4 separate regions of the Mus musculus genome follow, and all the other regions are linked to region 2. A link is a contact called in public Hi-C and promoter capture Hi-C data. All regions are on one chromosome and are shown on one strand. The core of a region is the stretch at or near the end of the contact, and the rest is flanking DNA. Distances in the headings are between cores, read along the strand shown. Region 1 holds the start of Mcoln2 (mucolipin 2). Region 2 holds the start of Ttll7 (tubulin tyrosine ligase-like family, member 7). Region 3 holds the start of Syde2 (synapse defective 1, Rho GTPase, homolog 2 (C. elegans)). Region 4 has its middle 17 kb from the start of Gm40167.

The links. Promoter capture Hi-C pulls out the DNA fragments that hold promoters and counts their contacts. Hi-C and Micro-C count contacts between places; a contact is called where the count stands out from the background.
Region 1: a contact with region 2 is called in a promoter capture Hi-C map of hippocampal neurons, with 5 times the contacts expected there. The contact joins the promoter of Mcoln2 here to the promoter of Ttll7 in region 2. A contact is called at or near these places in 14 of 39 promoter capture datasets (the 3T3-L1 cell line, 3T3-L1-derived adipocytes, the HPC-7 cell line and 9 more).
Region 3: a contact with region 2 is called in a promoter capture Hi-C map of hippocampal neurons, with 2.9 times the contacts expected there. The contact joins the promoter of Syde2 here to the promoter of Ttll7 in region 2. A contact is called at or near these places in 3 of 39 promoter capture datasets (hippocampal neurons, liver and pre-B cells) and 3 of 115 datasets of contacts at active chromatin or transcription factors (astrocytes, cardiomyocytes and embryonic forebrain).
Region 4: a contact with region 2 is called in a Hi-C map of cortical neurons, with 2.8 times the contacts expected there. The contact joins the enhancer-like site here to the promoter of Ttll7 in region 2. A contact is called at or near these places in 15 of 39 promoter capture datasets (3T3-L1-derived adipocytes, the C10 cell line, the HPC-7 cell line and 10 more), 4 of 484 Hi-C or Micro-C datasets (the G1E-ER4 cell line, cortical neurons and pre-megakaryocyte-erythroid progenitors), 8 of 115 datasets of contacts at active chromatin or transcription factors (craniofacial prominence, embryonic basal ganglia, embryonic forebrain and 4 more) and 1 of 9 other capture datasets (embryonic stem cells).

What each region holds. Positions count from the first base shown.
Region 1 is chr3:146,148,391-146,151,090 of GRCm38.p6, reverse strand. It overlaps Mcoln2 (mucolipin 2), which reads right to left and starts at 1,258. Exons shown (of 14, transcript NM_026656.5): 1 at 1,085-1,258. The coding sequence starts at 1,161.
Region 2 is chr3:146,850,981-146,853,680 of GRCm38.p6, reverse strand. Ttll7 (tubulin tyrosine ligase-like family, member 7) reads right to left here and starts at 1,314. Exons shown (of 21, transcript NM_001357217.1): 1 at 1,092-1,314.
Region 3 is chr3:145,986,442-145,989,141 of GRCm38.p6, reverse strand. It overlaps Syde2 (synapse defective 1, Rho GTPase, homolog 2 (C. elegans)), which reads right to left and starts at 1,272. Exons shown (of 7, transcript NM_001166064.1): 1 at 1-1,272. The coding sequence starts at 1,143. It overlaps Gm35352 (a long non-coding RNA gene), which reads left to right and starts at 1,647. Exons shown (of 3, transcript XR_376174.3): 1 at 1,647-1,770.
Region 4 is chr3:146,327,649-146,330,348 of GRCm38.p6, reverse strand. No RefSeq gene overlaps it. Among named protein-coding and RNA genes, the nearest start is that of Gm40167, 17 kb to the left of the region's middle. Within about 2 kb of position 1,383, at least 118 of the 459 cell types and tissues checked have an H3K27ac peak or open chromatin away from gene starts, as enhancers often do. A contact at or near this core is called in the G1E-ER4 cell line, cortical neurons and neural stem cells, where this site is marked.

The sequences.
Region 1 (2,700 bases), core at 9-2,508, 700 kb after region 2:
CCACCAACATGGTTTTATAGTTCAAAACCGGTCTTTTGAAGGTCTGAGAAGTCTATGCCACCCTTGCAGAAAAGCATCCATTCAGGTAGCCATCATAGACTAACTTCCCTATGGCTCAGTTTCCTTGCTGGCTTCAAGAACATCCTGCTAGGAAGGAGAGGCCGCTCCCTGCTCCCTTAGAAAACTTTAACAGCCCGCCACTATTTGTTTTAAGAGCAGCAAGCAGGAGCCAAAGGCCACTTTGTCCTCACCTCCCCGGCTCAATTGCGCTGCTGCAGACATTCAAACTCAGGAGAGGCCGCTTGGCAGAGCCACCTGGCTTCACTGAACGCCTTTTCATAGAGCTGGGGAAACCAGGGTTGACCACACCGCAACCCTCCCACCTAAGAAAAAGTCGGTTTGTTCCGGAAGGCAAACAATCAGCCTCATTTTTAACCGAGTGCAAGCAGTTAGCATTAGTTTGCCCGGGGTAGCAAGAACTCTAAGGTAGAGCAAACCAGGATCTTTTCAGAGTCCTGTCACCAGGAAAGAAACACACACACACACACACACACACACACACACATACACACCAAAAAACAAAAGTCATAAAACATCTGATCCCTCTCTGTCTCTCCGGGTCTCTTGCCTGGGAAAACCGTCAGTTTCAGGGCCAGCCATCCTCCTTCAGAACTTTCCAGGGCTCCCGGGACTGAAGGAGCTAGACCCATTCCCCGCCCAGAGGTTCAGTGGCCCCCAAATGAAAGCCTTAGGGGACCAAAGCCTCTTACCCTTCCAGTCAGCGCTCTGATCTCAGCCCCGGGACTTTGCGGAAAAGCGGCTGTGTGCACCCTGGTCGCTACGCGTGGCCCTGTCCTCCCGCCACGCCCCCCGCGTCCCCACCCTCGGCCGCTGACTTCCTTCAGCGCTGGGCGACCCAGGGCGCTGTCACGAAGGACTTTTGCTACGTAGCGGAGAGCCCGGACGCGAGGCAGAATGGGGTCCACGTGTGAGCTCAGGGACACCTTCTCGGCGGGAGATATTCCAGGAGGGGACGCTGGAATCCAGACGACCACCAGACATGGTCCACTGGGGGAGTACCCACCTGTGGTGGGGACCCCAAGTCAGGTCCGGGACGCGGTTCCACGCAGGCAGGTCCAGCGTCTCCTCGTCTCCGGGCATGACGTGACCCCAAATTCCCTCAGTCCCCACGGTCCCCACACCCGGCTCCGCCTACGGGTGTCTGCGAGATGCAGGTGGAGTGGACGCCCTTATAAAGGGAAGTCGTCCGGAAAGCCTGCTATGAGGCCGCCCGTCGTCCACCCCGCCCCCCTGGCCGTCCTGACCTCCTCCCTCCCGCCCCATTCCCCACCCCACCACCCCACCCCCGCCCCCAGACCTCTGACTCCTTCAAAAGTTCATTGCATTTCTTTTGAGCTCACCATGTGGCCCACACTGGCAACCAGAGCAATCCTCCGGCCTCAGCCTCCTGAGTACTAAGATTACAACAAGCACGTGCTACCAACGCTGGGATTTTGGACAAGTAAAGTGTTGGTACTGAGTTCTACCGGATGCTCCTCCCTCTTGGAATCAATAAGTTCGTGGGGATGGGTTTCTTCACTAAGGAGTCTTTATTCTGATAACTCCCTAACAAGTAGTTAGGATGACAGGGCAAGCATGTGGAAAGCAAGACCCCAGCCTCAGCCACCAAGTCAGCTTTCTGCAGCCAGTCTGCTTGACCCCTGAGTAGCCCAGAGTAGCCCACCCCAGCGGCCTCTATGCCCTTCCCCCTTGTTGCCTGAAAGCAGGGGCTTCAAGACAATTGGTTTCTATGAACCTGGCTACAGTACCCAACCTGAAGCTAGCAGGGCCTTTTGGACAGAACCGGCTCAGAGGCTCCTGTCGTCACCATGCAGTGGAGCTAACTAAACCCCTAAGTTTCCAGGCTATGTGCGTTAGGAAGTGTTCGAAAGGTCCCCATGTTTAGCTAGGGCAAAGGACAGTTTGTAGAGGATTATGTAGAAAGAGCTGGACAGAGCCTTTTGGACCCTTTGTGTAAGGTTTTTGTTTTTTGTTTTGTTTTGTTTTTTGCTTTTTGAGACAACCTCATATAACTGAGACTGGCCTCCAACTTGCTATGAAGCTGACGCTGGCCTTGAACCTGGTCCTCCTGTCTGCACCTCACAAGGGCTGTTGGTGTTGAGGAATATTCTGCCCCACCCCCACCCTTCCAAATCTACTCTGTTTTAAAAAGTCACTTTCCAAAAACTACTGGGTAAAAATGCTTGAGTTTTGTTTGTTTTTGTTTTTCCAAATTTCTTTTAGGAAATACGCTTACTGGGTATGGAAAGTCTGAGAAAGTCTGTCTGAAAAGTCACAGTGCCCACCGTACCTTCATGCTCAGGATTCTGTACACTGCCCCCTCCCCCCAGTGTAGCCAGTCCTGGGTTTGACCCCAGAATCATGGGGTGGACAGAGAGAATCCATTCCAGCAAGTCCTCTGGTCTCTGCAAGTCATGAGTGATACCTATGTGTGGGGTACACACACACACACACACACACACACACACACACACACACACGAGAGAGAGAGAGAGAGAGAGAGAGAGAGAGAGAGAGAGAGAGAGAGTGTATGTGTTCACAGACATTTGTTACTACTCCCAAGTCACATAAACAGCCACTAGCAGACGAACTCTTTCTATTTAGGTCTCTGACACTCCA
Region 2 (2,700 bases), core at 65-2,564:
GTGAGTGATTCAGTCTCGCACCCCATAAGCTAGATCACTGTTCTTCCTTTGAATGTTACCCAAAAACTAAATAGCCATTTCCAGATTGCTTACTGTGCTGCTAATTGATTCTCCCGAGGCTCGAGCATCCAGCATCACCCAAAAGCAGGTTAGGCATCTCAGGCCCAGCTCTCCGACAGAGTATTGTCCAAATATACATTTTTTTTTCTAGATGCTAAGGAAATGGACTTTTTCTGCACAGGGTCGCAGGGCAATGTGCAGAAAGTTTACAGGTTGCTGTCACTAGTGTTTGAGACTACTCCTATGAAAATTAATATTATACTTAATATCTAATAGTGCATAAGTGGACCCAACACTGACTGATACAGTAGACGATCCACGGATGTTGGAGAGAGGGAGATCTGGATTCAAATTCTTGTTCTGTGACCTTGAGATTGTAATTTAAGCTCTCTCTTCCTCACTTTCCAGAACTGGTTCTGAGTTGAAGTGATACAATTATACACACACACACACACACACACACACACACACACACACACACACACACGCCCCTAATATATGATATTACTCATGATTCCTATACATCTTTTCTTTTTTGAATCCGTCAAACCAATGCTGAATATAAGACAAATTCTATAAAAAAAATTTTTCAGTTTGGGGGGATGTTTTGATATCAGATAAAGTGGATGTCTAGTGGGATGAGAAGTGGAGAAAGGAGACGTGTGGGAAAAGAGATCTCACTGACACACTTTCAAGAATACACAACATGCTTTGCTCAAGCAGGTTGACACTGGGGCTGGGGACAGAATATCATGACAGCTCAACCCAGCGGGGGACTGGGAGTTCTGCCCACTTCATCCTGCCAGAGAGAGTCTAGAAACTGAAGTGGGACCCCACAAATAATCCCGACCAGTCCCCTCCTCCTTCTGCCCAAACCACTGGGCGCCAATGATGCTGAATCATGAGCCTGGCAGCAGCCGCCCTCCTCAGCCGCTTCCACCCTGGCAAGTCTCCAGGACAGGCACTGGAGGGAATGGGCGCAGCGACCTGGGGTGTGGAGGAGAGGGGCGGGGGCAAGGGCAGGTACTCACAGCTGAGGCACCTCTCTGGCTGGATCCAGTGGCCGGTCTCTTGGTGGCCCACACTCCCCGCCAGCGGCTGGCGGCTCCCCGGTCGGTCCACTCCGCGTGTCGTCTTGGGATCACCTCAGCTCGCCCACCCCCCCGGGGCAGCCGCGGTTCAGAGCTTAGAAGCTCGACCGGACCAGGAGCAGCTGGAGCAGCTGTCGTGCCCAAGGGGGTGGTAGCTACCGATGGGCCAGACCATTTGCCCACTGCGCCCAGGGGTGCGCATCGTGCATGGAGGTACAAGCACCAGGACCTCGAGAGGGCTGGAGACGGGCAGAAGAAACCAAGGAAAAGAAGGGTCCTCTACCCACAACTAGGCCTGAGCGCTAAGGACCTCCTGGACCCATGGCTTCTCATCTAGGTATGCAGAAGAATGAGCTGGGCTTTCCAGGGCACCCCTCACCCCGTCTTATTCTTGGTCCCGCTCAGGGAGCGTTCAGAACGCCTTTAACAGAGGACCTAGCAACGCAAGCTCCAGGGTGCCATCCCCTCCTAAGGGGATGCTAGGGGAGCTGGCCTGACATCTATCTGGGCCACCTCCTTCTTCATCTTGTGACCCAGACCACCAGGTCCCAAGTCCACATGTCAGCTTAACACACAGGAGTGCCTAAGATCTCGCAAAAGGGCTCTTCTGGTCTTTTATTACTATTTAGCTATATTTAGATAATAATAATAGAGTATCAAAAGTCAACCTGAAAGTAAGATCAAGTGAGCGCCCTTGCATCAGGATGTCTGAGGAGCTTAGAGCCCGCTAACAAAATCTCAACACGGAAGTTGGAAAACGTAGATTGAAGGGGTAGACACTTTGGACAGAGCTATGATAAAGTCCAGAAGAAATTCAAGAATAGTTGTGCTTTCTTGTTCATGAGTTCAGTCAGTTTCTGTTCATGATTACTGTCTTGGTAACCCGGAAATAATCGTTATCTCACATGAGATGAACCTCACAGGATAGGGAAAGTTCATAAGCATGAAATTTCTTTGACTTCCACAGTTCGTGCCCAGCCAGACTCACGTACGTTTCCAGAACACAATGGTTAACAACCAACTGTATAGCTCTCCATCTAGAAGAAAATTGGCAGTTACCTATAAAATAAGACTAGGGTGGGGTGTTTTATGTATCCCAAATAAAATGAAATTTCACAACTTAAAGTTACTGTTTCTGGAATAAACTGGCCCCTTGAATAACACCAATTGAGCACTTACATGAACATTACAGTGGAAGTATTTTCAATTCTAGCCTTCACTTGCTACTCTACTCCTATTGAGATCAGTGGGAATGCTGCTGGTTTTCAGATGGGGCTTTAACTGGCGTAGAACAGACGCTGACCATCTGGACTTAACACTGGAGGTGGGGGATGGGGGAAATACACTGTAAACCTTAACATAGCTATCACTGGGACCTGGGTGTGAGTCTGACCCTTGTGAAAACTGGGTTTTATGAAAGAGAAGAGATATTTGGGTATCTAAGATGGATGTCACCCTGGTGTGGAAAAGGAGACCAGAAAGGGGTAAATGGACGTTTCCCAGAAGAGCTGGGACATCAAAGTCAGAAACTCAATGGAGCATTCCGTGA
Region 3 (2,700 bases), core at 23-2,522, 860 kb after region 2:
CACCGAGAGGACGTGGTTTTCATGCACTTTCCAACTGCCCAAATTTGGAGAGGTTGTCTGCGCTCCGGGAACTTTGGGTGCTGTCCCGCGATCGCGACCCTTCATCCCCAGGGACAGCAGACGTCCTTTGTACATCCACTTCTGCAGTTTCTTGACAGTCACCGCAGGTGGCTTGAGGGGAAGATCCTCCGGATGGTCCTCTTGGCTGCTGGATATCACAGAGGTCCCCACAGGATCCTTAAAGGGTCGTCCCGAGGACCCGCTGGGGTCATGGCAGATGGGAGGCAGGAGAGCGGCGGACGTAGCAGCCCTGTGGCTGCCCGGGCTCCAGCCGTCCATCCCACCTCCACGTGGCTGGGGCTCGTCCCTGTCCCGGTGCGCACCGCACCTGATGCAGCTGTCGCTCGCCCACCGCTGGAGCAGAGGCGGCCGCCGGCTCACGCGGAGGCTCTCGAGACTTCTGCAACTGGACAGTTGTATCCGAGGACTGGGAGGCCGTCCCTCTCTCGACTCCGTCGGAGGCGACCGGGGCGGGGACACCTGCTGCGGAGGGCGGTCGCCGCCTCGGAGGCTGCAGGCTGGGCGCACGGCTGCGCCGCGGGGGAGAGGCGGCTGCTGGCCCTGAGCCCGGGCTCCCGCGGGTCCGCCCCGCCGCGTGCCCGAGTCAGGGGGTAGGTCGTGCATGGCCTGGATCAGCAGATAATAGGCCTCTCGCAACTGGGTCTGCAGCCTGCCCGTCTCCAGGCGGCCGCCCTCCATCCCCGGGGAGGAGCCCGGCGCTCGGGAAGGCGAGGCCCGCAGCGCCTCCGCCCCCTCGGGCGCGCAGCCCGCCGGCAGGTTCTCGTAGTAGTCGGCGCCCTCGTCCTCCCCGTCGTCGTCGCCGCTGCCCCAGGCGCCTGGGGAGGCGCGAGCAAGCGCGCGGCCCAGAGCGGCGGCCTCCTGCGCCCCGCGAGACCATGGCACCCGCGCGCCCGGCTGCTCGGTCCCCCATGCGGGCCGCTCCATACCGGGGCCCGCGAGCTCGTGGGGCGGCGAGCGTCCCTCGGAGAGCGAGGCCGCCACGGAGTCCGCGTGCAGCCCGAGCGCGCCGGGAGCGTGCCGCTCTCGGAGCCGGCCGAGCGTCCTCCGCAGGGGCTCCGCCATGAGCGCCGCCCTCAGCAGCCCGGCTCGCCCGGGGCGCGGGGCGGGCTCCGAGTCCCGCGCGGGCGGAGGCGGCGGCTCTCCATGACCACGGCCGGTCCTCGCCAGCTCCTCACATACTTGGCATAACTCGGCAGCGGCGGGTCGGTAGAGGGGGGCGCGGGCGCCGCAGCGCGCATGCCCCGGAACTAGAGCCGCGACGGGGCGCGCGGGCCAACACGCGGCGTTCCCGAGGTGGGCGCTCCGGGGGCGGGGCCTGCGCGGCTGCAGAGAGGGAAAGGTGGAGCGGGTCGGGCTGCCACCCCGCCAACCGCCCCGGCCCCTCCCCGCTGCCCCCTGCGCGAGGCGGGGCTCCGGTGCAGCAAGTCCTAGCTTGAGAGTAACAAAGACTGTTTGGACCGACCAAGTGCGAGTGCAGGTGTATCTCACAGGAGCGTTGTCCCCAAGATGTTCTGATCGGTTCCCTGCTCCCCGGAACTGTTGGAAAGGAATTTGCGGGGCTAGAGAGGTCGCTCGGTTGTAAGGATCGCTGGCTGCTCTGGTGTAGGACTCCAGTGTCAGGGGTTCCGAAGCCCTCTTCTGGCCTCCGCTGGCACCCGGCATGCGTGTTGTAAACCGTCATAGGTGCAGGTAAAACAACCATGCACGTAAAAATAAACAATAAAAAAGAAATCTGTAGCAAATCCTATTCAATAAGGAATTTTTAAAAAAAGTCCTTTATGTACTAGATCACTTCGGTTCCCTCTTTTTCAAATCTGTTTCTCCTTCTGTAAAAATGATACCTTCTCATCCAACGTTAATCCCTAGATCAAACAAAACTTGTTAAATGGAACCACAGATAAGAGCCCCGGGTACAACTACCAAACTAAAAGCGCTAGTTTACAGCTTTTAAATGTAAAAATGCTAACTGAAATTCAGTGTTCACTGGGTCGAAATAGAGAAAGGGTGAAATTTGGAAATACCTACTCTCAATACCAAACCCTGCCTGGCCTGGCACTGATCGATAAGAATCAGTGTTGCCATCATCTCTGATTTCAGCTATACTTTTTGGTTGTTATGCATTGGGAATGACCTTTGAGCCACTCATACCGCACAAATATCTAGCACATGCTTGCACTTAGTAGGTACTCAAGTCCTCCAAAAGTGGTAGTTGAGTGAATGGTCCTTACTTATTCCAGTATGGTCCTCCATGTAAGCCCAGCTGCTTTCTGTGCCTAAACGCTCCATCCTCTCAGCTCACTTGGATCTGTGCCGTTTGTTAGCGCCTGGCTCTCTGCCTTTGGAGTCATCCCCCTGTATCTGTATGCGTGTAATCTTCCCTGTGCTAGGCTTGGTGTGGTGGTATACTTGCTTGTGGAAGGAGGCTTAAGATGGAGGCAGTAGGAGGACAGCCTGAGGCCCTCTCTCAAAAAGCTAAACAAAGGAACAAAGAAACTGACAGGAGTGCCCCTCAGGTGAAGGCAAAGCTTTCAAGCCTAAAGATTTGAGTCAATTGTATCAAGACCCACACCCTGGAGGTGAGGAGCCATTGCTTTGTGACCTGAGACTCACTCCAAAACA
Region 4 (2,700 bases), core at 134-2,633, 520 kb after region 2:
CCATAATTAAAACAATGTGTGTGTGTACACTCTTACCTCCAAAGTTTTTTATGCACAAAAATTATATACTTAAAGACAGAGAGCTCTGTTTCTCACCATTTTCTCTATCTCACAGGTTTTCATACTCCTGTGTCCATTCAAGTTTCTATTGGCTGCCAACTCCTGACGTGGAGTGCTGTGTAATGCTTGCATAGTTTGGAGGCAGTGAGACTGGTTCCGGCTTGGGAGTTCTGCGGGGTGATCAGGACCTTTTCTCTCTCTGTCTGCATGTCAGCACGTGGTTTCCATACCTACAGCTGCTTCATGTTTCACATGCATCCACGATAATAGCGGCCATAAAATCTGTCTTCTAGATGGGAAGCAAAGAAAAAAGAGGGAGGGAAAAGGCTACGTCTATATTCTGTTTTTAAAAGCTTTCCTGGAAATTAACCCACCAGGTGTTGATATTCCATTGGCCAGAAGTTAATCATGTGAGAACCACTTGCCAGGGAGACTGGGAAATGTGATCTTTTTGCTCCTTATTAAGGATGTGGACAATATGGGATACTGAACAGGAACAATCACAATGTGCGGGACCTTGCCTTCATTTTACTTATCCAGAGTCACCTACAAGAGTCTTTTAAAATCACAGTATCTGATTTTTGTGGATTTTCCCTTAACTCCTCATTTATTAATTATAATTGAATAAGGAAGAGCTGCTCCTTCCTCCTGGGAACACAATTCTTTATTTATAATGGTATCGATTCTTCTCTGATCCCTTTAACAAGAGAATGGTCTTTGGAAAAGAAGAACCAAGTGCTTCCAGCATTACCTATCTCCCTAAGATGGTTTGAAATAACAATACAGCTAGCTACAAGCTTTAAGAAATGTGGGCATCACCAAGGCCACACAAGCACCCAGTGTCCTCACACAGCTCAAAAGTGGCAGGAAAAGAAAAAGGTCACATCAGGGTAGATCCACTAGTGTAAATTTCTCATTTGTCAAAAATATGAATTCATAGTTGGCAAGAAAAAAGAGCCAGTTGAGCTAGACAAATATGATTTCTGTTGACAGGATATTAGGTAAAATAACTCACACAAACTAACTAAGGTGGCACCCAGTAAATATTTTTAATAGTTTTTGTTGAAAGGGCTATCATCATTCAAGCACTTCTTGGTCTCTGAGACGTGTGGGTGGCTTAGTTGTTTTGTAAGACCTTTTTGAAACATGATAGGGTATATGAAAATTTAAAAGACCGCGTCTTAGTTACTTTTCTACTGCTTAACAACGTGGCCAAGACAGGTTATAGAAGGAAGGTTATACTTGGGCTACAGTACCAGACGGGTAAAGGTCTATGATGGCAGAGGGGCAGAGCCGCGATGGGCGGAGCCGCGATGGGCGGAGCCGTAGCAGGAAGCTGAGAGCTCACTTCTTCAAACTGCAAGCAAGAAGCAGAGAACGCCAACTCAAACTGGCCAAGGCTTTAAGCTCTCAAAGTCCACATTTGCTCTCCAGCAAGGCCGTAACTCCCAAGCTGCCCCTAACAGTACTGCAAACTGGTGTCCAAGTATTCAAATACTGGAGACTTTGGGGGAACATCTCATTCAATCCATCACAATCATAAATATTTTTAAAATAAAAATGATAGTAAGTCCACTTTCTGATGAATGTCTATGGTCTTTGGGTGGGAATTTGATGATGGAGTCGTTCCTCCTCTTTTTGTTTAGAAAGCCTAGACATCAAGGTTTGGGAACCTGGCAAATGGGCTTGGATTCGGGTCTGCTGGCTAGAGTCTCCATCTGCATTTGACCTGCACATTTGCTGGTCAGCCGGGGTAAGGACGTAAGGGGTGGGATCGAGGACATAAGAGGGTTAGAATTATGAGTCCGAAGCCTTTGGGTCATCTCAGAGGTGTCTACCGCGAGACTGGCAACTGCACGTTTAAATTTTAATTTGAAATGCCACGTTCACCTCCTTATTGTATTTTCGCCGAGAATACAAGACGAGCATACCTAAAGAGGGGGAAACGGAGTGGCTTGTTGAACAAGATTGTTCTAGAAGTTGGGATCCTGATTTGTAGTCTTGATCAGAGTGCTAGAGGCTGTTCGCATCAGTTTAGCTCCTTCATTTCCCTGAGATCTTTTCTCACAGAACCTGTCCTGCTCTGAAAACCTGTCTAGGATTTCCCTAAGAGTGCCTTGGGCTGCCTGCAGTATCTTCAGTAGAACTCTTTTGCCACCTAGTGGCCAAATTAAAGATCTTCGCCTTACCGTATCTTCTGCTTCCAGGTCCCTCCTTGATTGCAGCAAAAAGAACAAAGCCATTTTAGACTTTCCTCCGCAAGAATGCGGCAAACTGCCAGAGCTGGGAGGAACAAATGTTTAATTCATGTCCTTGGAAGCTCCGCTGGGTGAACAAACACAGCGCCGCTTCCTAAGGCAGAGGCCTTGGTGCAGTGGGCATGTGGTTACAAAGCGGTTCCTGACGGCGAGAACACCCAGCGAGGTGCCCTGATAAATGTAACCCCAAGGAGATGTGTTTGGGTTACTCCCTGTGAGCTAATCTGTTACACGCTGGTCCTTAATGCTTTCAGCTGCTCCCAGTTAATACTCATTAAGCATGCATGCAGTGCCTGTCCCTCTCTAGACATCTGAAATAGAGAGGGGTGAGAGGGTCCCCTCGGGTCTCCTGCTGATCTGGAGTCATCTTTCACCCAACAGT